Regions from separate parts of the Zea mays genome. Here all the other regions are linked to region 1. Evidence: chromatin contacts called from public Hi-C data. All regions are on one chromosome and are shown on one strand. Each heading gives the region's core, a stretch centred on a gene start, on an enhancer-like site or on the middle of the called end of the contact. The rest is flanking DNA. Distances are from core to core; before and after follow the strand shown. Region 1 holds the start of LOC100284909. Region 2 holds the start of LOC100283553. Region 3 has its middle 7.2 kb from the start of LOC111589826.

Region 1 (3,811 bases), core at 615-3,114:
CGCCCCTATGGACGGACGGCCCAAAGTTCCGTATAGAGGACTGCAATTCGTAGTCTCCCTTCCGGACGGTCCGATCTTTACGACCAAACGATCCGCGACCCCACGGAGGGTAACATTCTCCTCTAGTGTGTATACAATAGAGAAATTTAGGGATTTACAAGTTAGGACAAGGGTTTACTTCGGCTGATCCTTTGGAGGAAGTTGACATAGGAGATGGTAACACTCCAAGGCCGTCTTTTGTAAACAAAAACCTAAAATCCAATTCTAGGAATAAAATGATCGAATTATTATTAGAGTATTCTGATTATTTTTCTTGGAGTTATAATGAGATGACAGGCTTATGCCGAGAGCTAGTTGAGCATCAGTTACACATCAAACCTGATTTTAGGCCATTCAAACAAAGGCCAAGACCATTTCGTCTAAACTTGCACCCCTGCCGAACACAAATCTTATTGTCCCTTGGCTTCCGAAACCACGACATGTATGGACAGAAAGCTATTTTAACTATAGAGATTAGCCTGCATGCTATCAGGTTTACTAGTCTAAATGATCAAGATGTTGGTGACTACCATGATCTAATGATGGATAGTATTGATTTGGTGATCGACAAGAGGTTGATGGCTCTAAAGGAGATTGAGAAAGACAAGATCATAGTTGCCAAGGCTTACAACAATAAGGTAAAGGCTAAGACTTTTTAGGTTGGAGATCTAGTTTAAAAGACAATCTTGCCATTAAGGAGTATGGATGGACTGGAAGTTTGGCAAATGGTCCCCATGTTGGGAAGGGCCTTATAAAGTTACACAGGTGATCTCTGGTAACACATTACAAACGGTGCAAGGAGATAAGTTGCCCAATGCATTGAATGATCGCTTTCTAAAGTGATATCATCCTAGTATATGGTAAGATGCTTAGAGAACCGATAGATTCACATCGAGTTGTTTACAACTTGTACTAGGTGCTTTTGGTTCGCTTAAGCTTATCCAAAAGGTAGGAGGCATGTGTTGAGCACCATATTTGACATTTGGCACGGCTAGACGAGCTAGCCCCAGACGGTCCGCGATTAGATTAATTCGGGCGAGAGTCCTTTTCCTCGCGCGTGCTTATTCAACTCATCGCGTGGGAATCGGTTGGGATGCACCTAGGAACGGGTCCAGACCTCCCCTATAAATATAAAGAGGTACGACCGATTGAGGCACCACCTAATTAGATTAGTCTTTCTCATCTGCAGTCTTCACATCTCCTCGACTTTACGTCGTTTAGATATGTTTTGGGTGACCTGCCGACCACAGGACAACCCTATGATATTTTCTCCCTAATGGATCCCTTCCGGATAGCGAGATTCAGGTGCAAAAGATCCAAGAAGCCCTCTGCGCGCCTCGCGTACTTTCCGTCGCTCATACGTGAACGGTCTATGCGCAGAAGACCGAAACTCTCTACGCAGTCGCGAACAGTCCACACTCACACAGAGAGGACTCTAACGCCCCCTGCATCGTGTGACGCCAGCCCTAGAGTTTGTTTGTTGATTGGCTAAAAAACGAGCCAACGCCTAAGTTGAACAATGAAAAGCAGCTAGGATGCGAAAAGCAGGGGGCAGATAGAAGGTTTTTAGTTTATCTTTTTACTTCTTTGAATCAGAAACACATCAAGATACTAAGAATGTACTCCTAGTATAAACACACCCCGTTCAAACATCCTGTGGAAATGAAACAATCGGCATCGGAGGCCAAGAATGCTTCACGAGAGGCGGGGTGCGTCCCAGCGTCCCCACCAGGCCACTACAGTCCAGAGCCCACAAGGCATGGGCAGTTGGGCACCAAAAGACAGAAAAAAAAGAAGAAAAAAAAACCCCCGAAGCTGCGCGCGGCCGTTCTCGTCTTCCAGAAGTCTCTCCGTATCTCCCTCCCCGAAGCCCCGCCGGACCACCTTAACCTCCCCACCACAAGCCCGCACACACCATCCCGCTCCGCTCAAGTCGCCTCCGCATTCCTGCCCCCTCTACCCGCCCGCCGCCGCGCGGACGACGGGAGACGCCGGCACCATGCTCTGCCTCTCGCTGTGCGCACCGCACCTTCACCTCCACCTCCCCCGCAGCCCGACCGCACGACCCGCCGCCGCCACGTGCAGGAACGCGCGCTGCATCGGCGTCACGCTATGCCTCCGGATGCCGACGACACCGGAGGAACGGCGGCAGAAGCGCGGGCTGGCCCAGTTCCTGGACTTATCGGCCGCGCCGACACTCACGCCACCCGCGCCCACGCCCGTGCATCTCACGCCCGCGGCCAAACGGCGCGGGGCGCTGCGGGAGATGCGCCGGGTGTGGTGGGTGTGCGGGGTCGGGTACTGGGTGCAGGGGTTCCGCTGCTTCCCGTGGCTGGCACTCAACTTCCACCTCACGCGCGGCATGGGGCTCAGCCCCGCCGGCCTGCAACTCCTGCAGAACGCTGGGAGCCTCCCGCTCGTCGCCAAGCCGCTCTTCGGGGTCCTCTCCGATGCCGTCTACATCGGCCGCGCCCACCGCATACCCTACATCTCCCTTGGAGGTACACAGCCGATCCCTTTTTTGCTCCCCTTCCCCCGCTTATTTCTCGTTTTATTTTCTTATTATGTTCGTGCGACTCCAGTAATGTTGGAGTTGGAGGAAAGGGAATTATGATGTGAATGATGCTCGTCGTGAAATTATGTGCATTTCATTCAGTATTTCCGAATAAGCTGCAATTGTCTGCATCTCCATCTGGGTGAATTATCTTCAATTCATAAGCAAACTTGTGATCATCAATGTTCCCAACAATGAAACATTTGCAGCAGGAAATCTGGCTGTATTTCTCTAGTTGTCTGGCATCATATGTCACTGTTTCTTCAATTGTTTCTACAAAAGTAAGAATGAATTTTAACCTAAGAAAATATCTGAGCCGTTGAACACATTGAAAGCAACACCTAGCTACGAAAATTTCTGAGCCGCTGAACACATTGAAAGGGGCAGCTATTTCACGTCTCTTTCTGAAATTGGAAACACCCTGGACATTGCAGTTCAACAACTGCAGTCAATTTCTCATTACAATATGTGTGGCTGTAACCATCTGATTGTCAGATGAAAACATGAAAAAAAAACACTTTCAAGCTACTTCTGTTTAAAGCACTAAAGTGTTTAGCACATAGACGTAGGTGCCTTGTTCCCTTGGCAATGGTATCATGACCTACTCGTTGCATCTGTTCTGTGTAAAAGATGCATTTTGGAAAGTGGTATATGCAGCCTTGGGATGGAGCAATACACTTTTCTTCCTGATGTGTACTTTGATTTTGTTGCTAGTCACACATTTCAAGCCTTGCCCATTTGGTTAAACCGACAGGTTACCCTTATTCTGTGGTTTTTGATGCAATGACGTGTGATTTACTCATGCTGCTAGTCACACAATACCTGTGCTGGTAAGCTGGTATTCTCATAATGGTCCCTTATTTTGTGGTTCCTATAAGAATATGCTGCCGGACTTATCTCGAGGACCACAAATCACTACTGACCTTTAGATTTACATAGGTTGTCTATTAAGACTACACAACTCTTTTTGTCATTACTGCATCACGTATATTTTCCTTGCCGTACTATGATATGGACAGCTTGTTGAGAAGTTGAGATGCATCTCCTAGCACAAATAACCGCAGTTTAATTGAAATACTGTTAAATTGTCTGCTCATTTTTTTATACTTTCTGCACTTTTCCTTCATTTGATTTATTATTTGTCGTGTATTAATCTTTTTTTTTGTGCTGAAATGCTAATTTTAATGTTTGCACAGAATCCTTTTTAAATAAACTAAC
Region 2 (3,614 bases), core at 447-2,946, 540 kb before region 1:
CTAACTAGTTTGCTCTAGTGCACAAGTTATACAGGTGTAAAAAGGTTCACACTCAGCAAATAAAAAGACCAAGTTTTGGATTCAACAAAGGAGCAAAGTGGGAACCGAAGGCCCTCTGGTCTGGGAGCATCGGACTGTCCGGTGTACACCGGACAGTGTCCGGTGCACCACCGGACAGTGTCCGGTGCACCGGAGGACTCCAGCTCAAACTCGCCACCTTCGGAAAATTTCCAGAGGCACTCACGCTATAATTCACCGGACTGTCCGGTGTACACCGGACAGTGTCCGGTGCGCCACAGAGGAGCGGCCTCAGGAACTCGCCAGCTTCGGGAAACTCCAACGGCTAGTCCGCTATAATTCACCGGACTGTCCGGTGTGCACCGGACTGTCCGGTGCGACTCCGGAGCAACGGCTATCTCCGCGCCAACGGCTCTCTGCCGCGCATTTAATGCGCGCTCTGCGCGCGCAGATGTCAGGCGCGCCCATTCCGGCACACCGGACAGCAAACAGTACATGTCCGGTGTGCACCGGACACCTAGGCGGGCCCACAAGTCAGAAGCTCCAACGGCTAGAATCCAACGGCAGTGATGACGTGGCAGGGGGCACCGGACTGTCCGGTGTGCACCGGACTGTCCGGTGCGCCATCGAGCAGACAGCCTCCCAACGGCCACTTTTGGTGGTTGGGGCTATAAATACCCCAACCACCCCACCATTCATTGCATCCAAGTTTTCCACTTCCCAACTACTACAAGAGCTCTAGCATTCAATTCTAGACACACCAAAGAGATCAAATCCTCTCCAAATTCTCCACAACGCCATAGTGACTAGAGAGAGTGATTTGCTTGTGTTCTTTCGAGCTCTTGCGCTTGGATTGCTTTCTTCTTTCTTGATCCTTTCTTTGCAATCAAACTCACTTGTAATTTGAGGCAAGAGACACCAAACTTGTGGTGGTCCTTGTGGGAACTTTGTGTTCCAAGTGATTGAGAAGAGAAAGCTCACTCGATCCGTGGATCGTTTGAGAGAGGGAAGGGTTGAAAGAGACCCGGCCTTTGTGGCCTCCTCAACGGGGAGTAGGTTTGCAAGAACCGAACCTCGGTAAAACAAATCTCCGTGTCTCACTTACTTATTCGCTTGGGATTTGTTTTGCGCCCTCTCTCACGGACTCGTTTCTTTATTACTAACGCTAACCCCGGCTTGTAGTTGTGTTTATATTTGTAAATTTCAGTTTCGCCCTATTCACCCCCCTCTAGGCGACTTTCAATTTCTCTATCTCCTCTCTTATGTTTCTCTGAATATTGTATAGTTATGATCCACTCAAGTAATTTGTGTGCTGTTACAACGCAAACAATGTATTAGTAGAATTTTAAAGTTCACATAATGCTATATCCTCCTTCTTAAAATAGTTGACACTCTCATTTTTAAAAACCAATTATTTTTTAACTTTATCTACATATCTAAAAATAATTAATATTTATAGTATATAATTAGTATTAATATTTGGATATTTTTAGAACAACCTTTTATTTTAGAATTTAATTATTGCTTTTTTAATAAATTTTGTAAAATATAAGAAAGTCTCCACCACATAATACTATAGCCATAACTCGACGGAACGAGGTTCGTGTACAGGAAAACCTGATCTCATCTCGAACGACGTGTATACGCAGCAGGCAGCAGCCGAGCCGTCACCACTTCAAATGAGCGCCAGCTGTGCGCCACAGTACCCCAACCGACCCTGCCGGCGACGGCGTTCATAAATTGGGCTAGGGCAAAAACTGATTCGCGCCGCCACCTCTAGAGAGAACTGTAGATCCCTGTCATCCAATCACCCACCATGCAATACCTCACCGATGTTGCTCGCTCCAAGGACCTGCTCAAGGTTGTAGGCCATTCGGTGATCAAGGCGATGTGCGATGGGGAGTTCCTCATGTCGAGGAAATGGGCCGTCGGTGGCCACGATTGGGAGGTCCACTTGCGTCCCAAGGATCACTCGGAGGGCCACGAGCGCCCGGTGACGCTGAGGCTCGTCTTGATCTCCGAAGCGCGCGGCGGCGACGTCAAGGCCAAGCTCAGCTGCCGCCTGGTTGATCCGACCGGGAGGCTGAAGCCGTCGAAGGAGAATAGCAAATCGCATAAGTTCTACAAGTCCGGCGATTACTCCGGTGCAATCCAGGTGACGGGAAGAGAGGATCTGGAGAAGTCTGGCTACCTGGTGGACGATTCCTACACCGTGGAGTGCAGCATCACGGTGCTAAAAAAAGCGCCGGCGCGGAATACTGCGGCTGCGGCTGCGGCGACGGCCATGGATCGCGATGCTGCGATGCTGCCGTCCCTCGAACTGCACCGGCACTTGGGCGAACTTCTGCAGAAGGGGACGGGCGCGGACGTCACGTTCCATGTGTCCGGCGAGAAGTTCGCCGCGCACAAGGCCATCCTTGCCTCGAGGTCGCCGGTGTTCATGGCGGAGCTGTTTGGGGGAATGAAGGAGGAGGCGTCCCGGCACATCGAGGTGAAGGACATAAAGCCCGCGGCGTTCAAGGCCGTGCTTCGCTTCATCTACACTGGCACGGCGCCGGAACTGGACAAGAAGGGCGACGGCGGGACGTCGTTGGCGCAGCATCTGCTTGCCGGCGCGGACAGGTACGGCCTGGACATGCTCAAACTTATCTGCGTGGGCTGGCTCGCGGACCGCATCACCGTCGACACGGTGGCGACCACACTGGCGCTAGCGGAGCAGCATGGCTGCTCGCAGCTCAAGGCTAGCTGCATCGAGTTCATCGCGGGATATCTTGACGCCGTCCTGGAGACAGAGGGGTACAAGCACCTGGAAGCAAGCTGCCCCTCGGTGCTCACTGATATCCTCAAGGCTACGCTGCGACCAACCAATTGAAGCGTCGAGCGGGATGACTCCATCTTCATGTGAACGATCAGTTACACTAGTTGCTACATTCTTTATCTTTCATCCACTTCTGATTCTGGAATCTTGATGCAGTAATTCTGGCCTTGGCAACATGTTCAGAATCATTGCTTCTCTATTTCAGATTATATTTTCCAGTTTTGCTATACCGTGTCGGATGAAAACCTTCTCTCCAACAACTGTTTTCCCTGCTCTTTTTCCCTAAATCGTATACATAGGAGGAATAAAACTACGATTTAAATGAAATTTTGCCTCACAGGATTCAAATATTTCTTCATAATTTATATGTGTTCTTAACTAATTTTAGTTTTAAAATAAATAGAAATAGAGCCTAGTCCTTCTCTGTGGACGCAGCAGCCCCGTCGATGATAATTCTTGGGTGTTAATTTATGGCTGTTAATTTCCTCATACCATGATAATCGATGTGGAGGGGGCAAAACAAAAATTCTTCCGCGGGAAAAGAGGAGATGGAAGGATGTAAACGCAAAATAGCTGGACACGGTTGGATGAAAGATCCTTGGCCTAGATTTAATATGTGCATTTGAGCACCATAATTCTTTAAGCATACGATATGTTACCTAAATTTTATGCCACCTTAGTCGCCCCTCAATTGTCTTTGTGACCCAAGAGTCTATTGTATCCAAAAAGGGATGTGTTGGGGACTTTTCTCAAATGCTATAAATTAAGAACAAGACAA
Region 3 (3,515 bases), core at 490-2,989, 600 kb before region 1:
TCTGGTGTGCACTAGATAGTCTGGCCAAAGGTCGGCTGTGGATTTACAATAGTTGACTGCTATAGACCTCAATGGTTGGCTGACGTGGCCAGGGCACCGGACATGTCCAGTGTGCACCGGACTATCTGGTGCGCCCGACGATAGAAGCAACGACTATTTCTGTCCAACGGCTATAATTGAGGGGGAGGCTATTTATACCCCTTCAACTGGCCATTTGAAGACGTGGGAGACCAAGAAACATACCAATACATAATATAGATATTTCCAAGTGCTCAAACATCCAAGTGCTTAATAGAATCACTCGGTGATTAGCGTAGGTGTTTTGCGTAGTGCTTAGGTTAGTTAGACCGCTTATGCGCTTGCTCTAGGTGAATCCTAGTTAGTTGAGTGAATTTAGAAAATCCCACAAAACCCCTCGACTAATGTGTGAGCCGTTGTAATTGTACCGAGTGGGGCGAGAGTCTTGCGAGACCGTGACAACTGTAAACCCTTAAATATATGTGTATATAGGTGCATATTGTCAATGTACTAATTAACTCTTTGAGAAATAAAATGAGAATTTAGGGCAATCAATGTTTTAATTGCGAGGCATATTCTCTCCTAAATGCCTATTAAACAATATATGGAAATATGCATCATGCTGGAATTTTTTTGTTTGTGCACTAAACATGTGTGTGGATATCACAAAACAAATTGAATTTGAGAACTTAAACTAGGAAAAATAGGAAGGATAAAAGAAAACAAAGAAATAAAAAGAAAATATAATAATAAAAAGAGCCAACCTACCCGCGTCCTGGGCCAAAATCAAAACTGCGGCCCAGCCACCCCTCCAAGCGACCGACCTTCGGACTCTGCCGTGCACGCTGGTGTGGGCCGGTTGAGGCTACCAAGCAGACCCCACCTACTAGACCGTCGTCGTGCTTGTGTCGTGGGGGCTCTCTGACATGTGGTCCTCCCCGGTCAGATCGTCTTATAATTTTTGTAAGCAAAACCGCGAGCATGTAGCCGTCCGCAGCTAGGGTTGTTCTTATCCATGCGGGGCTGTTGAGATCCGATGATCTGGGTGTTGCAAACCGATACTTTGCATCGGGCCTATAAATTACGCCACCGCCTTGACCAAAGTTTCCCTGGTTTAGGTTCTCGACACCCTATCGTCAACACAGAGTGGGGGAGCGACTAGAGTGCTAATGGACCGGAGAGGAGCGGAGTGTTGCCGCTGTCCGCGAAACGGGGAGCGTCGTCGGCCAACTCAGGGTCTGTTGTAGCGGTTGTTGGTGCCGGTGGCTGCTGTGGAACCGTGAATTACTGATAGATGTTGGTCGCTGCCACGGAGCCACTCCAAGTCACAGGACTGCTCCGGGTACCGTTAAGATTTTCCCTCCTGAGTTCATTAAGCCCTCCACGTCCGGTTTGTCGTTTGTAGCACCCGGGTTTGGTCGCGGGGACCTTAAGTCATTAGGTTCCGGCGTGGGCATTGCCCTGGGCACTCAGCGTCGTCGCCCAGCCGAGTTGGGAGGTAGAAGAGGAAGTCATGGCCATGGATTGAGAAATCAACGATCTAGATTAAATCAATGGGGTGTCGATTCGGCCGGGTGTAGGGATCAGGCGGATCCAGGGGGACTTCTGTTGTTTAAAATCGTCATCGTCGATCCGACGTGGAACGACTGAGATTAGTGCAGAGGATACCCTTTCAGTTAGTAAAATCCATACCGCAGATCTAAGAACCGAGGGCCTTGGTGTGGGGAGGACGTGTGCCGCTGATCTGTGATCCAGCGGTCTGCGTTGTGTACCGGTTCAGGGGGTAGGTGATCTAATCTGGGCCATCAGAGATAGATCGTGTGGCCTAGATGCACGAATACCCCTTCACAGAGGGAAATTTGTCTAAAGAGCTCCTTGGTTTATACATATTTAATCCGCCATCCCGAGCAAGTCCTAGTTCATCTAATTTGGGACCCTGGTTCTTACGGTTTAGCTCCTGTATTCTATTTAAATATGAGCCCAAGTCCATAAGAGTGAAATACCCAAAATAAATAAGGAAAATCAATTTTTAGATTAAAAATAAATCTAAGAACTTAGAAAATCAATAACTAATTCGTTTTAACTCTGTTTGCTTCCGTTCTAGTTGCGTTAACTTCATAAGAATTTTGGCTACACAGTAACAACATAATTTATACCTTATCACATATCTTTATAATTAGATATTGCGTGACCTATATCTATTAGATTTATTGCGCCTGAAAATATTGTTTTAATCCATAACTCTCACATTGTAACTTTGATTTAGTCATTCTTGAATCTATGATCTCGTAGCAACACGTAGAACATTATTACGTAGTTTGTTGTCATGTTTGGTGTGATGTTAGTTCCTCCTATGCACATTGCTTGTTTGTATTGTTGCGAGTAGACGAGCAAGTGACCAAGGAGCCCGGAGCACAGCAGGTGGAAAATACTGAGTAGGAGCTCGTTGAAGCCAAGTTGTACCCTTGATCACTCTTCTTTACCCAATAATGTTCCTATTAATCACTATGATATTCTCAGGTTAAATTTATGGGACCCAGTAGGTTAGCCTAGTTTGATCTAGTTTATACCTTGCTTACCACTGAACTGTTGGGTAGTATCTGCTATTGCTCTATATGGTTTTTGGTGTTAAGATACATATGCTCATGCTATTTATTGTCAATGGATTATTTTCTGTCCATGATAAGATTATTATGTTAATTAGAACATAGAGCGATCACCCTGGAAAACAGTGCTACCATAAGGGTGCAATGGGACGCCCTTGGCTGATTAATTAGGAAAGCTAGTTTGAGTTAATGAAGCGTCCCGATCCTTTGGGACTCAAATGTGATACAATTACTAGTCCCAGGAAGCTAGTAACCATATTCCTTACTTCAAATAGTATAGAGTTCGAATAAAGGTTATTACAATACCGGGGTACAAGCTCGAGAGAGCCAGAATACAGAACGCAGTAGAAGGTACACTAGCCCAATCCACAGGCAGAACTAGGTGCAGACATGCCGGCGTTTCGAGACCGGGGGGTCCCTAAGCCGACGAGTGAAATGTCGCCGCGTGCCCCAGCCCAGATGGGTCGGCGCGAGGCCGAGCGCGAAGGGGGGAAGTGAGGTGGCCGAAGATGGGCGTGAGAGAGGTGGAAATCCCGCGGCCTTCGTGTTCGTCCCGCGCCCAGGTCGGGTGCGCTTGCAGTAGGGGGTTAAAAGCGTCCACACGGGAGAGGGAGCGAGCGGCCTCACGCGAGCGCCTGTCTCGTCCTCGTCCCCGCGCGGCCAACCCTCTCTAAGAGGGCCCTGGTCCTTCCTTTTATAGGCGTAAGGAGAGGATCCAGATGTACAATGGGGGTGTAGCAGAGTGCTACGTGTCTAGCGAAGGAGAGCTAGCGCCCTAAGTACATGCCGTTGTGGCAGCCGGAGAGATTTTGGCACCCAGCTGGTGTGATGTCGTGGCCGTCGGAGGAGTGCTGGAGCCTGGCGGAGGGACAGCTGTCGGAGCTGTTGAGT

What was found. A called contact is a pair of places that touch in the nucleus more often than the background predicts.
Region 2: a contact with region 1 is called in a Hi-C map of tassel, with 3 times the contacts expected there. The contact joins the promoter of LOC100283553 here to the promoter of LOC100284909 in region 1. A contact is called at or near these places in 3 of 25 Hi-C or Micro-C datasets (ear, leaf and tassel).
Region 3: a contact with region 1 is called in a Hi-C map of bundle sheath, with 3 times the contacts expected there. The contact joins the enhancer-like site here to the promoter of LOC100284909 in region 1. A contact is called at or near these places in 4 of 25 Hi-C or Micro-C datasets (bundle sheath, leaf and tassel).

What each region holds. Positions count from the first base shown.
Region 1 is chr7:38,165,356-38,169,166 of Zm-B73-REFERENCE-NAM-5.0, reverse strand. It overlaps LOC100284909, which reads left to right and starts at 1,864. Exons shown (of 2, transcript NM_001157804.2): 1 at 1,864-2,540. The coding sequence starts at 2,039.
Region 2 is chr7:38,708,598-38,712,211 of Zm-B73-REFERENCE-NAM-5.0, reverse strand. LOC100283553 reads left to right here and starts at 1,696. Exons shown (of 1, transcript NM_001156453.2): 1 at 1,696-3,061. The coding sequence starts at 1,835. The coding sequence ends at 2,890.
Region 3 is chr7:38,767,560-38,771,074 of Zm-B73-REFERENCE-NAM-5.0, reverse strand. No RefSeq gene overlaps it. Among protein-coding and RNA genes, the nearest start is that of LOC111589826, 7.2 kb to the left of the region's middle. Within about 2 kb of position 1,739, at least 17 of the 20 cell types and tissues checked have an H3K27ac peak or open chromatin away from gene starts, as enhancers often do. A contact at or near this core is called in bundle sheath, leaf and tassel, where this site is marked.